Linked DNA regions of Zea mays: region 2 is linked to region 1. The links are chromatin contacts, called in public Hi-C maps. All regions are on one chromosome and are shown on one strand. Each heading gives the region's core, a stretch centred on a gene start, on an enhancer-like site or on the middle of the called end of the contact. The rest is flanking DNA. Distances are from core to core; before and after follow the strand shown.

Region 1 (5,068 bases), core at 1,382-3,881:
TAACTCAAGTGCATAAAAATAACTGCTTAAAACCAAGAAACTATTTCATACTCCATTAACAAATAATAAATCAGTAGTAGAGATCTAAAAATAGCACAGCAAACATGCTACATACCTAAACATGCTTGTGATCAGCATTCCAACAAAGATGATATTCACAGGCAACCAAACTTTGATTAGATTCCATGTCAATGGTTCAGTTGGAACAGCACCGGACAGGGATAGTGTAGAAACTATAGTCACTGATACAATGTTCTGCAGTAACAGAACATGAAAAAGATGCTTTAAGGCAGGCACACAACTGTGTTGCATGAGAAATGGAAAGTAAGCACCAGTAGTATACCTGGTATAACATCAAAAATACTGGCGCATTGAAAGCATAGCCAGATAAAACAAATTTGTTGACTAAAATCATGCTGCATGATGATACACAGTAAGCCAGACCAGATAGGAGAGCCTGATTCTGAATCTTTGGGAGCCTGAGTAACTGTGCAGAGCTTTCCCTTTCTTTTGAGGACTTACCATCTTCCAAGTCGTTGTCATCAACACAGAAGGACCTTGCCAATGATCTAGAGAACATGATACTTCATTATTATATCCAGAAATATAGCAGACTGTGTTAACTTGCAGAGCAGTTGCTGCAGCTGCAGAGACCTTTCATTAGATAGACAAGATCATGTTTGTGAAAGTTTTTCCAGTTATAACCATATGTGGAGACATTTTCATTCAGAAAGAATGATAGAGAAGGTCAGTGTTTATGGAGTTATTACAAGTTTCTAAGTTTTAACAATTATCTATGGTGAAGGTGAAGTAAACATTGAGATCCTATGGGAATGAATAAAAGAAAAAAGAACAAATCACACCAATCAAGAGTTGCATTACTCGCGTACATGCCTGTTTCCAATTTCTCTCCTCACAGGACTTGCAAGTGCAGTGAACCCTGCATTCTGATTCGGAAAGAGACCCTTTTCACCATTCACAAGAGGGCTACTAACACTCCCTGATACAATTCTCCTAGGAGAGGCCTCAGAATCTGCAGGAACATCTAACTGAAGGACTCTACACGACAGAAGAGAATGGTTGTAAGTTGTAACCAATAGTAATCAAATTTGTTTGCAGAAAGCCTGCATCATCACACAGCATTGTGTTAACACTGAACCATATTAGCTAAAATTTGAAAATAAGGATCAAGTCAAACCAAAATTCGAACATAATGATCAAGCTAAATACTGAAACAGCTGACATTGAGCCCAGAAAATATCTATATGCTTCGAGTTTGAATCATCAAACTATTCTAAAACTTATACAAAAGAATAGGTGTGCACCTGATTTCCTATATGGGCAGTTTAAGCTGTTTATCTCTGAAACTAAAAGGAGGCATGAGCATGACCGATTCCCATTTTGCTAGTCACTGGCTTTCAATCCATTAATTTACCAGATTCTGATGTTGACTCTGATGTTACTCTCATAAAGGAGCATGGTTAAACATTCCTAATCCTAACTGCAGCCATCGGTCTCAAGTTGTCAACAATTAGTGGTAATCAATTACCAAGACAGTTAGTAATATCCTCAAGTGGAAGCAGGTGGTAGTAACATGTAAAGATGCAGACAAATACTGTAGTAGTAAGTAGTAACCTTGAGTTCAGAGCAGTTATTATCAAACAATTAGCTAGTAGTAAGGCGCTTCCATGTGTTTGCACGCACAGTCCAATTTGACTGCATACAAGTATTCCAAGTGTACCAAAAATCGAAGCCATTGCTTCCTCTGTTCTCAGTTACTACTATAAGAGATTCTATTTGCACTATAAGAGGTACGGGACCGTACTATGCCATGAAACAGAACAAAACGTGCAAGAGCAAGCAACAGAACGTGCAACTTGTGGGAGGCCGCTGGTCAGCTCAGCTGCAATCGGTTGTCGTTTTTACGTGGGAAGGTAGAATCTATTTGCACCACCTGAGGGTCTGAGGTGAATCCGAGATCACAATCACACACACGGAACTAAAAATTTGACTCGCCTGCTGTTCCTTGCAGACAAACAGCGGGAAGCACGGTTAGCACAAGGCACGAGTAGTCCGGGTCTGGAGCGAAGAAAGCGAAGCCGAGCGAGGAGCTACATACCTAACAGCATGCAGGCTGCAGGGTGCAGCATCCCCCAGCTGAAACGGAACCAGCAAGTTACCTGATCGGAAGCAACGCGCGGAAACGGGCGCACGGGGATGGCTACGATACGGGCACGTGCGCCCGCGAGAGGTTGAGCAGGAGGCGTAGCAGGCTGGCGGGGAAGGAAGGGCTGGGCCACGTGGTGGTAGGGGAGGGGATGGGAGGGGAGGGGAAGAGGGAGGGAGGTCTATCGGGTGCTGACCTGGAGCCCATGGCAGCGGGGCGGAGCCGGCGTGGGGAGCGCGCGCCGGAGGCGTCCCCGTGGCGCGTGCGACGGCTCAAAACGGCCGCGCCGTGGAGGTGGTCGACGAAATGTCGCGGCGAGCCGGGGGCGAGGGCGGCGGAGGCGCCCGGAAGGCCGGAACGGGCAGGGCGGCAGGAGACGACGACGACTCGGAACTAACGCGGGCCGCTTCACCTTCGCTTTGGATTTTTGGAATGCTAGTACTATCCCAGAGTACGGTTCTGAGACTGCGACGCGGATCCCACATGGCGAGGGCTCTTGTCCAACTCAGCTCGACTCGCTGGCTTAAGTCATTGACTCAGAGTATTGAGCAGTTCTGCCCCTGAGTCGTGGGACCAACAAGTGTGTCTGGCCCATGTGGCAGTTGAGGCGAAAAAGACTGGAACGTCATAGCCCTGCTTCAGCTGCTGGGCTTCGTACAAAACTCATTCATCGGTTTGACCACAACAAATAATTCAAAACGTCAAATTGCTAAGCAGCCTTCTGCGTGACCGGACCGGAGTTTGACCGTGCTTCCTCCTCCCTTCCTCGCTTTGAATCGTTCTCCCGTTCATATTTAGGGCTTGTTTGTTTGAAACAGTTATAGATTAAATAATAACTTCATTTCACAAATAATTAACAAAAGCGAAAGGACAGAGAATTTACCAAAATTTCCACCGTTTCTTTTTTCCCCTAAAAAGGAGAGGAGTACTGATTGGAAGGCATCATTTCAAGAATTGCACGGTTTTCAGTTTCAGCCTTATGAAACAACTTCGACAAATTGATAAGGAAGGGTTTAAAATTGTTTAGCTTGCATATAGACTTTAGCTTTTATAATACAATTAATTTGTACGAGTTTTCTTAATTAACGAGCGCAGAAATAGACATAAATTGTAGGTCATTTAACCAATGATATTATGGTAATTTTATACAACTTCATGAGGAGGTATTAAAACAATGTTTTTGAAAAACACCCTTTAAAAAGCTTTGAAAATTTCATGAAACTGGCTTCTAATTTCAGTTTTTTTAAGCTAGAGCTCGTAGACCTATACGCCTCTACATGTTTGATAGATACAGTTGAAATAGATATGAAAATTTTTAAACGAAACTCTCCTAAACAGGGCCTTAACTTCTCAATGCTACCTGGGCTGGGCCACGTCGCGTATATGGGCCGATCCGTCTGTGCCTTCCTGCGCCGTTTGCTTCGTGCCGCTGGATCAGCAACGGAGGGCATCGGGCGGAGTATGTCCCTCTCAGCCACGCTGCCACGGTCCACGGAGGAATCGAACCGTCTAGACTGTAGCCCTTAATCGAAACCGTCCCCAACCCTTCTTCCTCCACGCTCTCGTCTCCGCCGCGCTAGGAACTTCCAACTCCCAAGCCCAGCCGCCTGCCTAGGGTTAAGGTCGCCCCTCCGCCCCCTCGCTCCGCTCGTGACCGGCAGGGTTCGTCGCCGCCGTTGGATATGTCGCGGACGCTGGTGCAGCCGGTGGGGCAGAAGCGCCTCACCAACGTGGCTGTGGTGCGGCTGCGCAAGCACGGCCAGCGCTTCGAGATCGCCTGCTTCCCAAACAAGGTGCTCTCGTGGCGCTCCCGCGTCGAGAAGGACATCGACGAGGTGCTCCAGTCCCACACCGTCTACTCCAACGTCTCCAAGGGCATCCTCGCCAACTCCAAGGAACTCGCCAAGGCCTTCGGCACCGACGACCTTACCCAAATCTGCATCGAGGTACATCTTCTTCTCCAAACCCCATTCAATCCACAATCCGCAGAAGCACTAGACGCGCCTCGCTGCTGCTTTGCTTCCTCAGATTCTGGAGAAAGGGGAACTCCAGGTCTCCGGCAAGGAGAGGGAGGCGCAGCTCTCCAGCCAGTTCCGCGACATCGCAACTATTGTCATGGAGAAGACCATCAACCCAGAGACCCGCCGCCCCTACACCATCACCATGATCGAGCGCCTCATGCACGAGATACACTTCGCCGTCGACCCAAACCTCACCTCCAAGGAACAGGTACCTAAGACGACGTCTGATGCCTAACTTCTGGGATAATGACCGCTACTGGAGTAGAACATTCTGGTGGATGTTTGTTTATTCTCATTTGTGCTAGAATCTGTTTCCGTCATATGTGGCCTGTGGGGTGTAGCATATTCGATGTATATAAGTTATTATTAGCCTTAGCCTATATAATTGCTGGCTGACCTCCTGATTCATGTGCAATCATCTTCAGAACCCCTTGTATACTAAATTGGGATCCATCGTTCTATAGAATTTTTCATGATTAGTGTTCAGGCCTGACAATTGTCTGGATGTCGTAAAGATAGCTGACTTCCTATTTTTTGTAGAATTGGTTTTAGGTTTACAGCACTGAATTCATCATCATACACGACATAAAGCATAGTTATGGATTACGTGGTCATTAATTTTGTACTTAATACATCCATTCCTGAATTTGAATTTGTATATTCCAACAAATGATTATTGGTTGTATATAGCGTAGTAGTTAAAAACTTGTCAACAATACATGCATATAGAACATGATGATTGTTGTAAAGCTACTATGGCCACCATCATACTGTATTTTTCTTCTGTTTCTAGAAGTTATCAAGAAGCTCACAGAGCAAAGTTTGGACAGTTAGGCTATCCGCAGTAGATCGTGTAAAATAGGGGATTTGCACTGTAGAT
Region 2 (5,068 bases), core at 675-3,174, 180 kb before region 1:
GAGTGTTTAGAAAGGCCTGATGAAGATAGGGGAAAAAATCTGTTCAGAGGCTTATGGTGATAGAGAATTTGCTGAAAATAAACATGCAACCAGTGAACAAACTTTGAAGCTTAAGAAACAAGAGCTTAACTATCAGTAAACACTAATGCAAAAACAACATATACCTGCTGGCAATACTAGAAAAGATCCATCAGGTGACCATGCCAACCTTCGGAAGAAAGATGGTAGTGTCTCATCATGAAACAAATGAGATTTGGTTGGTGGCTGCAAGACAAAAAGGATTATATATTGCTATGTTAAACTCAGCATGCATTCATTCAGATGCTGTAGCAATGAGTGGAGAGCAAAAACCCACCTTAGATTCATCATGATTCTGGTATTCTACCTTCACTAGTGTATGCTGGCAAACAAAGTTCAACCTCTCCGCGTTCTTGGATTTGCCCTGAGGCTTTTTTGCATATATTTTACAGGTTCTGTCAGAACTCAGTGAAGCAATATACTGGCCCAAAGGATCCCATGCCACACCCTGAACATAATGCAGATGTCCCTCTAGCTTTTGTTGCACTGTGCCTGAGAAAAAATCGGATATCAGGCATAAAAGTTACGATAGAATTCATGCTGCTGCAAATAACGGATCGCATACTGTAGTGGGAGTCACCTTTACTAGCTTCCCAAATTATGCAAGTGTTGTCGACTGATGCAGAAACAAGAAATGTGCTGTCATGCGACCACTGAAGGTCAAGAACATCCTTGTGATGGAATCTGTGAATGAAACAAAAAAGGCAGGTTACCACTTAGCAAGCCTCCAAAGAAGTGGGCCGGTTTGCGCGGGGGGGGGGGGGGGGGGGGGGGGGGGGGGTCTATTTCAGTGAGCAGAACTCACAGTAACGTCTTGTGAATTTTCCATGCCTCGCCGTCGTCAGCGGGATGCAGTTTCCAGAGGGTGATGCCGCCACCTGTCCATCACATTATGAATCATATTGTTTCGGTGCAATGAATATTGGCCAAACTAATTAATTTCACTTTATATGATTATCAAAAGGCAACTCCATTTTACAATGATTAGCAAAAAAACTCGTTCCATTTTAGGATGGTTGGGAAAAACTAATTATGACTTGGCATATAATCCTAGATGCCAAATTGAGCGTACCATCAGCACCGGAGGCGAGATACTCCCCTGCAGCAGGAAAGAGAGTCAGTCAGTTACATATGCGCAGAGACTGAAGGAGACTTTACATGTCTCTGTTGTATGTATAGGGCTGAAAGCCAGGGACAGGACAGAAGATCAGAAATGGGTGTACCTGAAGGGGAGAACCGGAGGACGTTGACCGCGGAGCTGTGGGCGGTGGTGTTGGGGACCAGGCCGGTCTTGAAGGTGGCGGTGGGGAGCTTGCCGTCCGACGCTACCTCCCAGATCTGCGATCCCGGAACCAGTCACGGAACGAAGACGCCGAAATGGGGGAGGGGGGGGGGGGGGGGGCGGGGGGCAAATCTCGAATCAGCGAGAGATAGAGCAATGGCGGTGGAGGAGAGGAGAGGAGAGGGGCGGGTGGCAACCAACCTTGACGTCGTGGTCCGCTCCGGCTGTGGCGAGGCGGCGGGAGACGGGGTGGAAGTCGAGGCTGAGCACCGGCTGCTGGTCGTGCCAGTTGATCTGCAGCGTCCCGCCCCGCATCTTGTGGAGTGGTGGTGGATGGGGCTCCGCCGATCGGGCGTTCCACCTCAGCGGATCTCTCCTCCTCCGCTAGCGCTAGCCCGCTGCCTTCGCCTCCAATCCCCCTCTCTCTCACACACACACACTACACACTCTCTCTCTCTCTCTCTAGGGTTTGGATTGGGGGGAAGGGAAACGGCCAGCGGCGGGAAGTAGAGGGGACTGCGCGCGCGCCTCTCGCTCTGTTGCCGCGCCCTTGTAAGTTTTCTTTTGGATTCTGGCGCTGGAAGCGAGATCTGGGCCGAACCTTGAGTAGGCTAATCGGCGGCCCAGTTACTTTATGTGCGTGGGTTGGGCGGGTTTCTTAAGATTGGACGCGGTTTATGGGCCGAGCTACAGACCAAACAGGCCCAATCAGTAACTCTAGTTGACAGCAACACTAGGTGAGTGCCCGTGCGTTGCAACGAAGACATATAATACCATGATAACTTATATATAAATAGGTATGTGTCCGTGCGTTGCCACGAGGTGGGGAGCATGGAGAGCGACGTCTAGGCTACAAATATTGTATGTACCATATTGTTAGGTTTGTTCTTCAGTCCTCTCTTAGGATTCCAGTAAACGAGACATTAGCAGGCAACAACCGGTCAGAAGTCAAATCCACTAATCTTAAATTCTCAATCACATATAGGGTGGTAACGAGCTATAAATTTTACACTATAAAATTAAGGATCAGATCGGATCAGAATCATGTTTTATTTTTATTCACTTTTGAACTAAAATTAATTAAAGGGTTCAAACAAATTGTGAAAAGACATAATCCATCACCACTCCTAATCATATCTCACGAACCATCACCATTCAAGTGCAGAACGCCAAGATGGCACTTGAGGAGTGATGAGATCACAACACGTGACTCCCCGGGCCCAAAAGCCCAATAAAACCTTCTCATCACAACAAATCCCCAAATTGTCTCTAGGAATTCACCAGCAAGGGAGATTACAAACCAACACTTGGCCACATGAATGAATGCCCTCAAGGCTCTATCTGATGTAGAGTCCAAGCAAAGCAGATAAAAGTATAAGGCCATGCATTCTAGCTACAGCTAGGAAGCAAGGCACTGACCTGTTAGAATTAGAAAAATATTTAACAGCAATAAGCACAACAAATGCAGGCATCATTTTGCTTTTCAGGTACTACACCACACGGACAGAGGAAAAATAAAAAGGTTATTATACACATGATTACACCTGCAAACCTCAAATCAATCTATCACTGTTCCCTTAGCACCACAAATCATGATCAAGGATAAGTTCGATCCAAGCATCATTCTAGCTTTTTACGGATCTACAATGATTTTACACCTCATGATCATGCTCATGCTCATGCCGATACACCCAAAAATATAATTCTAAGATATTTCTAAGAAAAAAAATATGTATGTTTAGGAGAACAAATGGGGGGCTAAGGTTTTCCTGAGCTGTGTGGCTAATGACATGTATAGATGCGGGACCGATCCTTGTTTCAACACGGTTGTCCAAAGGCAAATGATTAGTTGCGAAACTGCTTAGCTACCCTGCAAAAACAGATCAACCAGTACAGAAACACGTTGTTTTAGGCCAACTGAGGAGTTCCTAGAGTTTTGCAACAAATCACCCGCTAACAAAATGGTTGTCTTTATGTCAGTTTTTGCGCATTGCGCTTCTCAACCATCTGCTGTGAATCCAAACACCCCCGGCTGGCTATTTTTGTCTCATCTAGCATGCATGCAGACAATCTATGACCCCAGGTATTGCTTGTTCATCAAGGACCATACAACCTATGTCATTAACACCAGCTGTGTAAAAAAAGCAAATAGTATTATCGAGAACGAACCACGACTGCTACCTAAGTTCAAGTAGAAAACAAGCACCAGTCATATGCCTATGTATGTAAGCGAAATTAGTAGAACTTCATTTCTACGGATATGTCAAAATCTCTTCCACCTTGACTCTAGAGCTTGAATAGCCCATGCTTCATCTTCTGTGGCGGGCACTGAAATTAGCTGGAGGCTGGAGCATGAGCAAATAGTAGGCAACAATAAGCCAGAAGTTCATTCTTTTCATAAGATCTTTGCTAAAAAATCACTGAATATTTAATCTAAAGGATCCATTTTCATGTTCTTGTAATATGTTGCTCCTAATAGAACATCTGTATATATATCTTTTGAACATTCGCTGCATCTAAGGGCATAGGGTTTACAAATTAAAGGTCTAGATTCCAGAATTCAGTCGAGTCATGAAAACGGCGGCATGGCACCGATTGGTCAAAATGAAGAATTCTGAACGGTCAACTATAGACCAGCAAGTGAAAAAATGCCTCACAGGCTCACCTGGCACGTCTCTGACAACACCCATGCCAAGCTCGGAATTATCCCCGAGCATGGAGCACAGGAACTGCTCTGTCTCTTCAACACTGTCCTTGCGGCCACCAGACCCATCGCCATCGCTCTCCCTGTCCCGACCCTTCCAAGCATTTGGCATGCTTACTACAGAATTAGCCGTGGATCGTGTGTACTCCTTGCCAATCACGTCCGCGACCATGCCCGTAGCGGCCACCGCAACCCGCTTGGGCCTCCGACCAGCCTTTCTTCCACCAGATCCACTGTGCGGCGAGAGATCCAGTGGCGGCGGGGGGCTGCGGCGGGTGCATGTCCTGCGTGGAAGACAGGATACTGGCGGCCACAAATGGGTCCCCTCCGGCCTCGCGGTAGGCGGAGTCGATCTGGTCGAAGGTGGCGCTGGCGAATGTGTCGAGCAACCAGGCGAACGCTGATGGCGGACCCTAAGCATGGAGCGCGGATGGCGGGCGAGCGCTGAGAGCGGGATCTGCGCGGGCGAGCGCTGATGGCGGTGGAGGGGATTATTCTGCTCGGTGTGGGTGGCCTGTGAGGTTGGTGGAACCAGGACGGTAGAGATTGGGAGGCGGGGCATGGACGCGCCAGACGCCCACTCTCCATGCTTAATTAGTAGTAGGGATAAGTAGTATAGATAATCAATTTGTGATTCTGACCATACATAAATTTTGTTATTTATAATCTATCTGTTTCACCACTACATTGCAACCATCAGTATCATGCAGACTTCGATATATGTCACGATTTTCATGGTCTCATTATTGGAGAGCACGTTTCACACATACCGGAAGAAATTCCCTCGTACATCGTTAGTCATCGGACACGTACCACCATACGCTTTTGCTTAAACAAAAAGGTAAGTGTGTGTGTTTGCAAGACTAATGGTCAAACATCGTATAATCATAAAGTTAGAATACTATATTAATATATTAAATAAATTAATCCAATAGACATAGATTAACCCAATTAACATAGGATAAATAAATATCTAATTATAAAAGTATGAAACATGGTATAAT

What was found. Hi-C and Micro-C count contacts between places; a contact is called where the count stands out from the background.
Region 2: a Hi-C map of tassel shows a contact between it and region 1, with 4 times the contacts expected there. The contact joins the promoter of LOC100194325 here to the promoter of LOC109940308 in region 1. A contact is called at or near these places in 4 of 25 Hi-C or Micro-C datasets (ear, leaf and tassel).

What each region holds. Positions count from the first base shown.
Region 1 is chr6:7,081,514-7,086,581 of Zm-B73-REFERENCE-NAM-5.0, reverse strand. LOC109940308 (GDP-mannose transporter GONST1) reads right to left here and starts at 2,631. Exons shown (of 10, transcript XM_020539750.2): 1 at 2,364-2,631; 2 at 895-1,059; 3 at 344-569; 4 at 116-255. The coding sequence starts at 2,374. It overlaps LOC100282435, which reads left to right and starts at 3,677. Exons shown (of 5, transcript NM_001352121.1): 1 at 3,677-4,113; 2 at 4,196-4,396. The coding sequence starts at 3,850.
Region 2 is chr6:7,261,259-7,266,326 of Zm-B73-REFERENCE-NAM-5.0, reverse strand. It overlaps LOC100194325 (chromatin assembly factor 1 subunit B), which reads right to left and starts at 1,924. Exons shown (of 13, transcript NM_001139363.1): 1 at 1,562-1,924; 2 at 1,302-1,416; 3 at 1,151-1,177; 4 at 884-956; 5 at 659-762; 6 at 356-570; 7 at 165-264; 8 at 1-16. The coding sequence starts at 1,675.